Linked DNA regions of Sus scrofa: region 2 is linked to region 1. The links are chromatin contacts, called in public Hi-C maps. All regions are on one chromosome and are shown on one strand. The core of a region is the stretch at or near the end of the contact, and the rest is flanking DNA. Distances in the headings are between cores, read along the strand shown.

What was found. A called contact is a pair of places that touch in the nucleus more often than the background predicts.
Region 2: a contact with region 1 is called in a Hi-C map of alveolar macrophages, with 2.2 times the contacts expected there. The contact joins the enhancer-like site here to the promoter of DTNB in region 1. A contact is called at or near these places in 1 of 5 promoter capture datasets (liver), 16 of 47 Hi-C or Micro-C datasets (alveolar macrophages, blood, embryonic fibroblasts and 9 more) and 1 of 2 datasets of contacts at active chromatin or transcription factors (alveolar macrophages).

The regions. Positions count from the first base shown.
Region 1 is chr3:113,225,647-113,233,450 of Sscrofa11.1, reverse strand. It overlaps DTNB (dystrobrevin beta), which reads right to left and starts at 4,290. Exons shown (of 21, transcript XM_021087744.1): 1 at 4,092-4,290.
Region 2 is chr3:113,287,662-113,295,465 of Sscrofa11.1, reverse strand. All of the region lies in intron 4 of DTNB (dystrobrevin beta), which reads right to left. Among named protein-coding and RNA genes, the nearest start is that of DTNB, 62 kb to the right of the region's middle. Within about 2 kb of position 5,120, at least 21 of the 83 cell types and tissues checked have an H3K27ac peak or open chromatin away from gene starts, as enhancers often do. A contact at or near this core is called in alveolar macrophages, fetal liver, liver and 1 more, where this site is marked.

The DNA.
Region 1 (7,804 bases), core at 3,041-5,540:
GGTATGAAGTTCCCATTGTAGCACAGTGGAAACAAATCCGACTAGGAACCATGAGGTTGCGGGTTCGATCCCTGGCCTCTCTCAGTGGGTTAAGGATCCGGCATTGCGGTGAGCTGTGGTATAAGCCGCAGACGTGGCTCAGATCTGCCATTGCTATGGCTGTGGCGCAGGCCAGTGGCTACAGCTTCAACTAGACCCCTAGCCTGGCAACCTCCATATGCCAAGGGTACGGCCCTAAAAAGATAAAAGTCAAAAAAAAAAAAAAAAAGGGGGGGAGGGATTTTTATATCCCATTATATTAAAGAGAGGGTTGAGGAGGCCTACAGAAATATATACATTAAAACAAAATTCAAGTAAGAAAAACAAATTAGGACCAAAGGAAAATGAGAGTAGGAAAAAGATGAAATCAGGGGTAAGGATGATATACAAAATGCAGGACTTCCCACTGTGGCTCAGCTGGTTAAGAACCCCACATCCTCTCCATGAGGATGCTGGTTCGATCCCAGGCCTCACTGAATGAGTTAAGCATTCGGTATTGCCATGAGCTGCAGTGTAGGACACAGATACGGCTTGGATCCAGAATTGCTGTGGCTGTGGTACAGGCTGGCAGCTGCAGCTCTGATTCATCCCCTAGCCTGGGAACCTCCATGTGCTGAAGGTGGGCCCTAAAAAGCCAAAAAAAAAAGTGTCACTATATCTTCATCAGTTATAACAAATGTACTGCACTAATGTAAGATGTTAACAGTGGGAGAGTCTCTATGAAGAAGAGGGGTTATAGGAACTTCCTGTACTACCTACGCATTTTGGTCATACTCAGTGAGTGAAAGATACATAAAGAGTGATTGAAGTCCACAACTGAACAGTACTCAGCATTTAAAAATAAATGAACCAGATCCACAAAGGGCAACATGGTTAAGTCTTCACTGACTAATTTCAATCGGGCACCCCTTAGACCTAGCAGCTGTACTTTTCACTCGCTGCAGCAACGTGTGAAACGGCAAACAGCTTTAATGACCCTTAATGAGAGGATTAATAAACCGCAGTCCAGTGCATACTACATAAGGGATTGGGCAGTCGTCAAGAATCAGGTAGATCTTTATGTTCCATCATGGAAAGACCTTAGACATTCTGTCAGAGAAAAGCTGCAGACCAAGGTGTACAGTATCATGTCATTAATGGGGGCCTGGCAGGAAATCCTACTTTTGTCTGCGTTACCTACATACAGATGAAAACCTAGAGAGAAGGGTCTGACAGGATCACAACAAACTGGTAATCGCAGTTTTGGTGGAGAAGGGAGTGGGTCAAGGGGGCCTTTAGTCTGTCTGTACTGTTCGAGCATTTTCTAAGAGAGCGTGCATTCACGAGCCACTTGCAGGGCTGCAGTACACAGCCACAGGCTGCACCATATAACCCCAGGAGGGACCAGGCTCAGGGACCCGGATGTGAATGGCACCCCTACAGTTAGCAGTATACATCCTGCACAACTAGATGCCACAGCCCTCATGTTTGCATAATTAGAAATAAATAAGAGGGGAGTTCCCTTCAGGGCTCAGTGGTTAACAAAGCCGACTAGGATCCATGAGGATGAGGGTTCAATCTCTGGCCTCACTCAGTGGGTTAAGGATCAGCCACAGCTGTGAGCTGTGGTGTAGGTCGCAGATGTGGCTGGGATCCCACAACACTGTGGCTGCGGCATAGGCCAAAAAAAAAAGAAGAAATAAATAAGAAGGAAGATCTGTATATACATATATTTTTTTTTTCAAACTCGTCCAATTCTGCATGGAACAGCTATCCAGTTTATTATATGAAAACCATACATCAATAAAGGCGATTTAGAAAGAAATATAAATTAAATAAATAAATAAATAAAATACAGTATCATTGAGAAAACCTGAAACAAGGCATCCAAAATTACAGGACCTAGGTATCCCAAAACAAGAACTGTAGGAGTTCCCATTGTGGCTTGATCTGGTGTTGCTGTGGCTGTGGTATAGGCTGGCAGCAGAAACTGATTTGACCCCTAGCCTGGAAACCACCATATTAGTAGACACGGCCCTAAATTAAAAATAAATAAATAAATAAATAAGAACCAGTAGACACCTGCTGGTTGTACTCTTAAGTACACAGCCCTGAAACTAACTTAGTTCTTCAAGGCTTACTACAGAATGCCAAATTTGAATTAATACTTTATTTTCATGAGGTAACATAGGTCCTGAGATATTTTATATTAAAGACATAAAATAAATGGTTACCTGGCATTCTATTGACTTTAAGTCTGATTTTCTAAGTAGAAATTTTGTTTCTCACACAGAGTGGACACTCAAAACCCTGCCAGCACTGCCTTGACTACATTACCCCCTTCAAAGGTAATTCCATTTATGTGTGATAAAAATCCTCAGAGAACTCATAAAAGGTCAAGTTTTAATTTGGCAGTCAAAGTAACCTAACAGGCACTGCAGCACAGGCAATTGAAACAGCAGCCTGGAGCCTGAGTCCCGAAATCCAACCAAGGCAGAGAAAAGGCAGAATCTCAGCCCTCAAAAAACAGAGATATATCCTCTCACTATAGACCTAAGATCCAAGAACACGAATAAAAATGAAAAAGTGTTCTCTAGACAAAAGTATTCTCCTTCCCCAAGTGATGGAAAAGAGGAGGGCCAGAAATGGGATGACTTGAAGCAATGGCCCAAAGAGTAAGCTCCTGGCAGCCAACATGCAATAAAGACGTGAAAGTGGCAGCAAGGCCAAAAAAAAAAAAATCACACCTCCGTCACTATAGCCACGAAGATCTAAGAACCTGGGTTACTCGGCCAAAAAAAAAGGAGAGATCGAGCCTGAAGAACAAGTAAAGTTCATCAGCTATCCCTACCACCAAATTGATCAACAGGGTTCCGTGTAAAATAGAGCAAAACCTTGCTGGGTTCATTCATTTTTGCAAGAGGCAGGCATTTAGTGCCTGCTGGGGCTCAGGCTCTGTTCCTGTCACTGAGGATTCAGTTAACAGTCATGGAGTTTCATTCTACTTAGGAAGGAAGGGAACTTCTTATCTATTTCCAATTCCCTTTTCCCTTCTCTTACCTATTTCCAATTCTCTTTTCCCTTCTCCCCCTTTAAATGTTAAAAGCACCTTCAAAAACTCCCAAATTCTTCCCACAAGCTTCTCGGACCCTCCTACTTGAATCCCCAAACCAAGCAGTTTTATGACTCGAACCTCCCAATACTGTGAAAAAAGAGACCTAAAATGAATACGGTATGAGGTAAAACTCAAATCTGCTTTGTATTTTATACGCATACCTTCACAATCGGATTGTCCGCACCCAAACAGCAAACGATGGCTGTGTTTTACACAATTTTGTGGATCACGGTTCTCGACCGAAAAGAGCTAATCAATAAACATTTGCTGAGAAGGCTGGAAGGTCTTCCTAATCCCAAGGCCTGGCACAGGAATTTAACAGCAAGCATTCCATAGCTGCATCCTCCCTCCTCTCAGGGCACTTTCCTTTAAAGGGTGACCTCGGGGGACAGGTTCACTGTTAGGCGCCTCGGGAAATAGTGCTTTAGGGCGATGTGAAATAAATTCCCTTCCCTCTGCCAGGGCCTGCCTGCCTCACCTGCCCTCTGCCAGGACCTGCCTCCTTCGCCCCCTTCAACACCTAACGCAGAGCCTCCTCCCAGCCAGCCGGCCTCCGGCAGCATCAGTCCAGCGCCCGCACCCCAGCTCCGCGCCCGGTGGCCACAGCAAGCTCGGGACCCGGGAGTCCCCTCCCCGGCCCCGGGGATCACAGCTCGGCGACGCCAGCCGGGGGCTGCGCTCCATCCCCTCGGATCGCCCCTCCAGGGCCGGGAGCGGCGGGGGCCAGGAGCGGCGGAGACCGCTCGCGCGGCGCCGTCTCCTCTCACAGCGCGCGCGGTGCTGCGGCCCCGGCTCCCAGGCTCAGTCTCCGCCGCTCCCGGCCCTGCACCCCCGCAGGCTCCCCAGGTGCGGGCGCTGCGCGGGCTCCTTCTCGTCCCTCGCGAGCGCGAGGCTCCAGCACCGCGCTCCTCTCCCGCAGCCAGCGGCCGCCGCCGCCGCCAACCCCCACCGTACTTACTTCTCGGCCGGAGCTGGGGGCGTCGAGAAGGTCTTCGGGGGCCGCAGCCTCCTCCGTCTCCTCCGGCCCGGCCCCCGCGGCTCAGGCGGCGGCGGCGTCCGCTCAGGCCCCGGAGCCGCCCCCGCGGCGAACGTTCTCAGGCGCCCGGCTCGCGCCGCTTCCCCGCCCGGCACGCGCAGCGAGCCCGCCCCCGGCGCGAGGGCGCGAGGGCGCGAGGGCGCAGGGCTGGGGGCGGGCACGAGCCGCCTGCGCGAACGCGCGGCTGGGGGCGGGGCTTCCGCCGCGCGGAGGAGGGGGCGGGCCAGCGGGCCTCATTCCCCTCGAGCCCCGCCCCCTACGGCCGGGTTCCGGGAGGGCGGAGGAAACTTGCCCCCTACCGACTTCGCCCGGGTGTCTGCAGCGGGCCGCGGAGGTGCATTTCTACTCCGTAGGTATGGGCCCCGCCACCTGGATGCTCGCCCCGACGTAACTACGAGGTAAAAAATGCAAAGAACCACCTCCACCCCGAATCATTCATCCGTGCCTGGAGCACGAGACCCTGCCCCGAGTGATTTTTCCAGATTGATTCAACCCAGCGAGCAGTTACTGAGCACCGACTCCGTGCCTAGCGCTGTAGCGCTGTACCAGGTGCTGTGTGGTTACATCGTCATCGTCACGGTCCCCGATCACAAGAAGCGCATAACTTAGTGGAAAAGCAGCCATGTAAACAACCAGGTCTGGTGACCCGTGCAAAGCCAAGCCACAGTGAGATGTTGTGGGAGAACAGAGGAAGAGATTACTTCCGCTTGGACAATGCTCGGGGGTTCTTGGAAGAGGTGGCATTTGTGTTCACCATGCAGGGAAGAAAAGGACGTACTAGGAGGAAAAAAGGGGGAGGGGACATTAAAAGCTAGGTAAACAGCTTGGACAAAGGAACGGAGAGTAAATAAAGGTTACCATCTCAGCATCAGCTTTTTTGCTTTAATATCCTTTTTTTTTTTTTTTTTTTTTTTTTTTGTCTTTTTGCTATTTCTTTGGGCCGCTCCCGCGGCATGTGGAGGTTCCCAGGCTAGGCGTCTAATCGGAGCTGTAGCCACCGGCCTACGCCAGAGCCACAGCAACGCGGGATCCGAGCCGCGTCTGCAACCTACACCACAGCTCACGGCAACGCCGGATCGTTAACCCCCTGAGCCAGGGCAGGGACCGAACCCGAAACCTCATGGTTCCTAGTCGGATTCGTTAACCACTGCGCCACGACGGGAACTCCTAATATCCATTTTTGATCAAATCCTGTCCAAACTGTGTGAGAAACAGAAGGTGGTGCCGAATGAGGAACAGCAATGCTTCTTTTAACAGTTCAAAGGATCATTTTCTCAACATTTTTTGAGGCTCCAAACACTTTAAAGACTCTTGATATGTTAGTGAAGGATGTGAATCTCTAAACCAGGAGAGCCCAGGCCGGTATGTTTTGAGTCTGGTTTTTCACTGTTTTTTGGCAACTTATGGTACATCGTGCCACCTCCTGCTGCTGTCTGCCTGCCTGCCTGCCTTTACAGCATCCTCTTCCTCCTCTCATCTCCTATTTTTAAACCTCTATGGTGAAGGAGATGCTGGAAACCAAGTTTGTTAAATTCGAGTAAACAGGTTCCTCAAAAAAAGTTGGCATCGTCTATCACACATAAATTTTGTGACTGTTTTGCATACATAGAAGAATTTTTCACTTGTGTGCAGGGTCTTAGCTATGTTTTGAATGTGTTAAGAAACACAGAATACAGGTAAGGGAGCTCTTGTTTACTCACTACTTACGGAGCACCAATTGTGTGGAAGGCATTGAAAAGGTGAAACATCGATCCTGCCCTTTGGAGGAAAGATGTGTAAATAATGTAAAATAAACATGTAAATGTGGCTTGCTCTGTTTGCCCTATTGATTGAAACCACAGTAATTTCAGTATGTGGTTTAGCCATTCTGGGAATTAACCACTTTTAATATATTCATATTAGCATCTCGCCACCTCAGTTCTGTATTTCTGCACCTCTCACATTCTCAGAAAACTTCTTTCAAGCATTTCAGTCCTCACTCTCATTCCCCAAATTGCCGACTTCTTTTACCTACTTGTCCTTTGCTGTCACCATCTATTCATGTTTGAGCTTTTCCTGCTCTAAAGAAAAAGGAGGACACCTCTGTCACTCTAGATCATGCTCTGGTTACTACTCCTGCCTTTTTATTCACAAATCTCTGCCAACTCAGCACCCTCTCAATCCCCAACCCATAGCTGTGTGGCTCCTGTCCCCACGATTTCACTGCACTGCTCTCAGGCTTCATCCTAAATGCTCCAGGCCATTTTTGAGTCTATTGCTAGGGCCCTTGGAGGCATTTAAGAACACAGAGCATGTCACTTTTTTTTTTTTTTTTTTTTTTTTTTTTTGAGGGCCACAGCTACAGCATATGGAAGTTCCCAGGCTAAGAGTCGAATCGGAGCTGCAGCTGCCAGCCTATGCCACAGCCGTATAGCAAGGCAGGATCTGAGCAGCATCTGCATCCTACACCACAGCTCACAGCAATGCTGGATCCCCGACCCACCTAGCAAAGCCAGGGATGAACTTGCATCCTCACAGACACTATGTTGGGCTCTTAACCCGCTGAGCCACAATGGGAACTCCCTGTAAATTCTTTATCACTTTTAATCCAGGCTGGCCTAAGTGAATTGCTTGACCAATGGAATGTGTGGTATTATGGGACTTCCAGGCCTAAATCATATGGAGTCTTGAGGAGTCCACCCAGGTCTTTGGAAACACTTGCTCTTGAAGCCCTGAGCCACTATGTAAAATATAGTGGGGGAGTTCCTGTTGTGGCTCAGTGGTTAACGAATCTGACTAGGAACTATGAGGTTACGGGTTCGATCCCTGGCCTCGCTCAGTGGGTTAAGGATCCGGCGTTGCTGTGAGCTGTGGTGTAGGTCGCAGACGCAGCTCAGATCCTGCGTTGCTGTGGCTCTGGCATAGGCCGGTGGCCACAGCTCCGATTGGACCCCTAGCCTGGGAACCTCCATATGCCACAGGAGTAGCACAAGAAATGGCAAGAAGACAAATAAAATAAAATAAATAAAATAAAATATAGTGGAGAAGTTCTGAGACTACATGGAGAGGGTGAGGAGCCCCCTGGTCCTAGCTAACACTAGTGAAGTCATCACAAATTCTCTGTATCAGCCTTGCCATCAGCTGAATACCCCTGAGTGGCCCCAATTAAGGCCACGTGGAACAGAAGAATCACCCAGCCAAATCCTACCCAAATTCCTACCCCAGAGATTGTGAAATTATAATCAAAATGGTCCTTTCTTTAAGCCATTCCCTTTAGGGTAGGTAGCTTGTTGTGGAGTCTGGTAACCAAAATATTTGGCATCAGATTTCTCAAGAGCAAAGCGAGGCAATAATGATGCCGCATTTTCAGCATTTTCTAAAAGCTCAAGGAAAGAAGATGCAAGCTAAGGATTTTATATACATCCACCCATGTTGTTTTTCCAACATCAAAGGCTAGAGAGAAACAAAAATGCTTTAAAAAGCAAGAACTCAAAGAAGACTATGCACGTAAGTCCATCCCAAGTAGCTACTAGAGCAGGGGTCAGCAAATTTTTTCCAAGGCACCAGATAATAAATATTTTGAGTTTTGCAAGCTTAGCTTTTCAACTCTGCCATTGTACCACAAAAGCAGTCCGAAATAATATGCAAACAAGTGG
Region 2 (7,804 bases), core at 3,871-6,370, 61 kb before region 1:
CACTTTATAAATATGAAATGTTTATACTAGAAGAGCAGGTTCTTAAGCCAATAACCTAAAGCTCCCAAATGAAGACACTAGAAAAAGAAGAGCACACTAAACCCAAAACAAGCAAAAGGAAAAAAATAATGAGTAAGAGTAAAAGTGAATGAAATTGAAAACAGAGAAATACAGAAAATTAATGAAACCAAAAGCTGCTTCTTTGAATAAGCCAATAACATTGATAAATCTCTAGCCAGACTGACTAAGAAAAAAAGAGAGATGACCCAAATTATCAATATCAAGAATGAAAGAGGGGATATCACCACAGGTTCTCTAAACACGACATAAATAATAAGAAAATATAACAAATACTTTACATCCATAAATTCAACAACTTGGGTGAACTGGACAGACACAAGCTACTCCTTGAAAAACACAAACTATTATGGCTGCCTCAAGAAGAAATAGGTAACCCAAATTTGGTATTTTTAAGCACTCCATAAAAGAAAGCTCCTCATTCAGAGAGCTATTCTGGAAGATACTAAACATTTAAGGAGAAAAATAACTGCATTTCTACTTTCTTCTAGGGAATAAAAAAGGTGGGAATACTTCCCAATTTTTTTATGAGTCCAGCATTATTCTGATACCAAAACTACATAAATAACATTACGATAAAAAAAATAATGAGTTGGTATCTTTCATGAACACAGGCACAGACCCTGCAACAAAATGTGAGCAAATCAAATGTAGCCATATAGGAGTTCCCGTCGTGGCACAGTGGTTGACGAATCTGACTGGGAACCATGAGGTTGCGGGTTCGGTCCCTGCCCTTGCTTGGTGGGTTAACGATCCGGCGTTGCCGTGAGCTGTGGTGTAGGTTGCAGACGCGGCTCGGATCCCGCGTTGCTGTGGCTCTGGCGTAGGCTGGTGGCTACAGCTCCGATTCGACCCCTAGCCTGGGAACTTCCATATGCCGTGGGAGTGGCCCAAGAAATAGGAACAACAACAACAAAAGACAAAAGACACACACACACACACACACACACACAAAATGTAGCCATATAAAAAGAAAAGATTAACAAAAGAATGATTTTAAAAAATGATAACCCAGGGAGCTTTATCCCAGTAATGTAACACTAGTTTGACATTTGAAAAATCAATCAATATATAGAGAAAAACTGTGCGATCATGCAAATAGATGCAGATGACAACACTCAACACCCATTCCTGATAAATACTCTCAGGATACCAGGAAAATAAAGGAATTTCCTCAGTCTGATAACAGGCGTCTTCAAAAAAAGTAACCACAGTTAACATCACACTTCATGGAGTTCCCGTCGTGGTGCAGTGGTTAACGAATCCGACTAGGAACCATGAGGTTGCGGATTCGGTCCCTGCCCTTGCTCAGTGGGTTAACGATCTGGCGTTGCCGTGAGCTTTGGTGTAGGTCTCGCAGACGAGGCTCGGATCCCGTGTTGCTGTGGCTCTGGCCTGGGCCGGTGACTACAGCTCCAATTGGACCCCTAGCCTGGGAACCTCCATATGCCGTGGGAGCGGCCCAAGAAATAGCAAAAAAAAAAAAAAAAAAAAAAAAATCACACTTCATGATGAAAGACCAAGTAAGTGCTTCTCCCGTGAGACCTAGAACAAGTCAAGGATGACAGCTCTCACCACTACAACTCGACCCCGCACTGGAGAACCAGCTAGTGCAATAAAGCAAGCAAGAAAAAAAATATAAAAACACATACAAATGAAAAGTTTAAAAAATAAAGCTATATATACTCCAGGCAATATGACCTACTGTGTAGAAAATCCCAAAGAACCTAGGAAAAAACTCTGCAGAACCCAAAAACACACTATAATAAAGGAGTCTGGCAGGCTTGCAGAATACAAAGTCGACACACAAAATTCATATTTCTGTAATTAGCAAAAGATAACTGGAAATACAGTAGCACCAAAATATGAAAAACATGAATAATTTTTTTAAAAAGTATGTTCAAGATTTGTATGCTGAAAACTACAAAATACTGATGAAAGAAGTCAAAGAAAATGTAAATAGAGAGATACACCACATTCATGAAATGAATGACGCAAAACTGTTAGAATGTCAATTCTCCCAAAACCGATCAGAATCCTGTTCTGATTCAATGCAAACCCAAATTCACAATAGGATGTTTTTGTAAAGATCAACAAGATAATTCTTTGTATTTCCTTAGAGTTCTAAACCCATACAAATCTCAATACAGTATGAGAATAAAATAAAGATACCTAAAGAGTATACCTAAACCCCACCTTGGAAAGTTCCTTGTGTTATTTTAATATGCATCCAGAGCTACCAACTACCACACAGAGGTTTGAGTGCAATACTAAGACTTTAGCTTTTATTTCATAGGCAATGATAAAATCAAAGGACATAATGAAAGAAAATTAAGAAAATTAATAATATTGTGTTTGTATAACTCTTTCTGGCTCCAAATTGCATGTTCTTTCTTCAAAGAGACAAAATAATATCTATTTCTTTTTTTTTTTTTTTTTTGTCCTTTTGTCTTTTTGTCTTTTGTTGTTGTTGTTGTTGCTATTTCTTGGGCCGCTCCCGCGGCATATGGAGATTCCCAGGCTAGGGGTCGAATCGGAGCTGTAGCCACCGGCCTACACCAGAGCCACAGCAACGTGGGATCCGAGCCGCGTCTGCAACCTACACCACAGCTCACGGCAACGCCAGATCGTTAACCGACTGAGCAAGGGCAGGGACCGAACCCGCAACCTCATGGTTCCTAGTCGGATTCGTTAACCACTGCACCACGACGAGAACTCCAATATCTATTTCTTGCTGCAAAAAAAACCAAAAAACAAAAACAACTAATACCATCTATGCAGACAGACAGGAGAGTGTGGCAGGGCCCAGCATTCTGGCAAGAGACCCAGGAGAAAATTAACTCTGTTACTGAAGAAAGTACTCATCAATAAATGCCATGCCATAGGTTTTATGGGTCTATGGCATCTTTCCTTTTTTTTTTTTTTTTTTTTTTTTGTCTTTTTAGGGCCGCACCTACAGCACATGGAGGTTCCCAGGCTAGGGGTCCAATCGGAGCTGTAGCCTCCAGCCTATGCCACAGCCACAGCAACTTGGGATCCGAGCCATGTCTGTGACCTATACCACAGCTCAGGGCAACGCCAGATCCTTAACCCATTGATCAAGGCCAGGGATCAAACCCCTGTCCTCATGGATGCCAGTCAGGTTTGTTAACCGATGAGCCACGACGGGAACTTCTATGGCATCTTTACTTCTAAAAATTATTACGACAGCACTTGAACAGCACTTTTTCCTCATCTTCAAAATGCTTTAGAAACACTAGTATTCACAACACTCTGTATCTCTTACTCAATTAGTCTTTAACGCAACTCTGTTGCAAAGAGTGGTCCTAGATTCAGAAAGTGTTACATTCAAATACAGAACAGCAGTTAAAGTTCTCCACTGTCAGGATCAGCACTAAACAACTGTATCCTTTTCCACTGGTTAGGATTATTACTGGTCTCAATGGCTGATCTCAGGTCAAGCCGTCCATAGGGTACATTAACAGAACAGCACATTAACTCAACTCTTCAACCAAGTACCATCAGTAACATATGGCCTCTTAATTCGTCATCTCCCGTATCTACTTCCCAACCACGTTCCATTTCACAACAGCCACAGGGCAATCTCCACACCCAATCTCCACCCAGCCAACAGGGGATCTTCTCTCCTCTCTGCCTTATAATAATTTAGGAAATACTACTATAAAAAAGTTAATAAATGATACACTTAAAGATACTTGTAAATATTTATTAAAGATACTTACATAACAATATAAATACAACAGCAAGAAGAAATAATCATCCAATAAAATTAGTGCAGGGGCATTCTCACAATTCTTCAAATGATTTTTTTTTTTTTTTTTGTCTTTTTGTCCTTTTAGGGCTGCACCTGTGGCACATGGCGGTTCCCAGGCTAGGGGTCAATAGGAGCCACAGCTGCCAGCCTACATCACAGCCACAGCAATGCTGGAATCTGAGCCACATCTGCGACCTACAGCGCAGCTCACAACAACGCCAGATCCTTAACCCACTGAGCAAGGTCAGGGATAGAACCAGCAACCTCATGGTTCCTAGTTGGATTTGTTTCTGCTGTGCCACAATGGGAACTCCCAAATGATGTTATTTTTAAAGAAATAGAAAAAGAGGAGTTCTGGCGTTGCTGTGGCTGTGGCATAAGCCACTGACTGCTGCTCTGATTTGACCCCTAGCCTGGGAACTTCCATATGCTGCACATGCGGCCCTAAAAAGACAAGAAAAAAGAAAAAGAAAAAAGTTACTCCCTCCTCCCAGCTATTTGCTTTGTGGGTCAAACTTCAGCATTACTCCTTTGCTTTCAGTGCTTTTTTGGCTTTGAAATCCCTCAGTCTACCTTAAGCCTAAGCACAATTTCCTACAACCAAAGCAAGGGGAAAGCGCTGCTTTTACTTCTCTAATGTTTCATCAGAGCTCTGCATTCTTCCTCTGCAATCAGAGGCAGTAGAGAGAAACTACAGGCACTTAGTAGCCTAATACCCTATGATTCTGTCCTTTACCTAACTGATTTCTTCTTGGAAAAACTCATTCTTGATCCTTCCCCCCAGACATCTGAATTTAATCTACATACCCTAGACAAATTACATTTAAAAATGAACAGTCAGCTGCCCCTGGCCATGGCATATATAACCTCACCAGCACCCAAAGTCAAATCGACATTCATAACAGAACCAGCTCTCTTCAAACAAGATTTGGAAAGATCTTTAACCTGATTTCATTACCAAAAAAACCTCTGACTCACTTAAAATCTGGCCAAGCTGGAGAGTTACAGGTCAATATTTAAGATGTAACACCAGGAACAGTGACTATTAACCCTTACAGAAAGATACTAAACGGAAAGCGTAATAAGCAGGTGATACCCGCTGGGGACGACAGGCGAGAGGAAACTTGTTCTTTTAACCTCACCCACGCAGACTCTCTCCAGGGAGCACCCTCCCTCAACCGGACCAAGATGATTCTGTCTCAGACGTCTCTGCATGATTCATCCCCGCCGACCTACCGTTTTACAGTCTGACAATAAACCATGCGCGTGAGGTCTCGAAAAAGAGTTCTTATTATCCAGCACTGAGAAAACACCGTGATTAGCTCTGGGCCAAGCTAAGCAGACGGTGAGTCACCCTGAATAAACACTGGTAGGTTGTAACATGCAGGTACCTTCAGAAGTCTCTGCAATCCTCACCTCTGCCCTCTGGATGGAAATTTGCACGTTTCAGTTTAGCCAAGTCTCAAATTCTGCCTATTTCTTTTAATATATTTAAACTAACCCAATCTGGATGGTGCTTATAGCTTTGCACTATCTAACCACAGCCTGCTATTCAAATTAATACTTTTGAAAACAAGACTACGGGGAGCACGTTTCACTTAAGAAAGCAAGCTGTTCTACATCTCGGGCAAACAACTGTAAATGTTGCCAACCGTAAATGAGGACTTCTCTCATAAAAACAGACTTCTGCTTCCGAAACACTATTACCGGTCCAATTACCGCATGTAACTAAAAGTAATAAGAGCATTTCTCTCTGATTGTCTTTCAAAAACTCATATTTTCCCAATTAATCTTAATTTACAAAACTTCACAGTGAATGGATTATACAATCATCACTGGCAAATCAAGAATCCATTTAGCAAATGTCAAATAGCTTCATCAAGCAAAATCAACACAGAACATTACTCAAATTTATCACCATCGGAATGCCTGCTAATTTTCATTTCCATCTCACAAACATTAAGAATCCAGCATTGTATTTACTGAGGAATCAAATAAATATAAGGTAGACTCTCTGCTCTCAAGGACTTTCAATCTTGTTTGTGTAATTATGAAGCAGTTCAGAGCAGCATAAAATTGAAAGTCAAAGGAATAATACAGACAAGTACCATGGATCATCACAGGGATGAAAACGGGCTGGTGACAATAAAGCTGGCTGCAGGGCGAGTAAAAACGCAGTGGTGGTGGGGTGACAGGAGATAATGCACAGAGAGAAGAAATGAGCACGTCACAGTGGAAAAAAATGAAAAGTGCCTTCAGTAGCTTAATTGGAGCTTGTTGTGAGCAGGGAACTAAGGGCTGATAGCATCAGACCTGAGGAGTAGGAACTTCTTTCAAAAACCACAGGAAATCTTTGAGGGTTTCCGAGGTGGGAAGTTGCATGATGAAAGTAGTGTCTTGATCAGATTACTCTGGAGGTGAGCACGGAACGAATGGAGAAGTCTCTCTGTTACTTCCTCTTGCCTCACTTTCAGAGAATGACAAAGGTAAGGAAAAAGCACACTCAAAATATTCCTCTTGGAGCTCCTGCTGTGGTGCAGTGCGTTAAGGATCTGTGTTGTCTCTGCAGCAGCTCAGGTCGCTGATGAGGCTTGGGTTCAATCCCTGGCCTGGCAACTTCCATATGTTGAAGTTATGGCCAAAAAAAAAAAAAAGCATCCCTCTTACCCTTCCTTTAAAACAAATTATAAAAAGGAAACAATAAAATAAGACCAAAACAATAATCCAAAAAAAATGTCTTCTGAAATAGTTAATGATCAAACCCTGTGTAAGTCTACATATCCTGAAATTAAACAGATTCCTCTTTGAAAATTAGTACAAATACATGAATTCTCTTGGGAGGAAAAAAAAAGCTACAAGATAAAGAGTAAGTGTTGGAAGAGTAAAAAGTGAACTTTGAAGTAATTCTGCCACCAAGCACTTAGACAGGGGCTCAGTGAATGGGTTTTGGGGGGGGGGTCACATCATATGTCACATCACACAATCCATGTGACAGCAGCACCCTGCCAGGCAGGCACTTGGGCTCCACTCCTCTTCCACCACTGTTTTTCTCCATTTTGCAACAGTTCTGCACTTAGGTTTTACATTTAAAACCTATAGACTTTCTCCACCATCCCCTGGAAATTTCCATAAAAAGCTATGATCGGGAGTTCCCGTTGTGGCTCAGCGGTTAAAGAACCCTACTAGCATCCATGAGGACGCGCGGGTTCTATCCCTGACCTCACTCAGAGGTGTAGGGATCCGGTGTTGCCATGAGCTGTGGTGTAGGCTGGCAGCAGCAGCTCTGATTGGACCCCTAGCCTGGGAAGCTCCATATGCTGCAGATGTGGCCCTTAAAAAAAAAGCTATGATCGGATCCTTCTAGGAGTTAAATGTGCTATTCTCCAGGGCATCGAATACTTCCCATTCAGCACTAATTCTCTTCTGTTTTTATTTAGCTTTTTCCTGTTGTCTTGAAACCATTAAAGAACAAGTAGGGATATTAGTAAATACTGTACATAAATACATGAAATGTTTGTGCCTCCTAGGAAATTATAGTTTTATTTAAAAATCACTAATGAGGAAGACTGTAACCTGATATTATCTTTTTTTTTTAAGCAATGTCCATGCCATAATATGCTAGCTGGGCACATTCAGAATTTAAGGAATACATTTGCTTTTATTTAAAGTGTACTAATTTGGTTTTGCTTTTTTTTTTAATATTGCTTCATTTTTCACATCCAGTATTAAAAGGGAACAATGGAAACTTTTAATATACTCAAATTAAACTGTGAAAACAAGATTTAAAAATAGTTCTCAGCCATATTTCCAAACTACCCAGGAATTTTTTTCACATAAAATTATCAAAAGTTAGATATATAAAAGTCTTTACCCAACAGAATCTTTAGATTGTTCAAATTAGAGTGTTTTCTTTTTTTTTTTTTTTTTTTTGGCCATTTCTTGGGCTGCTCC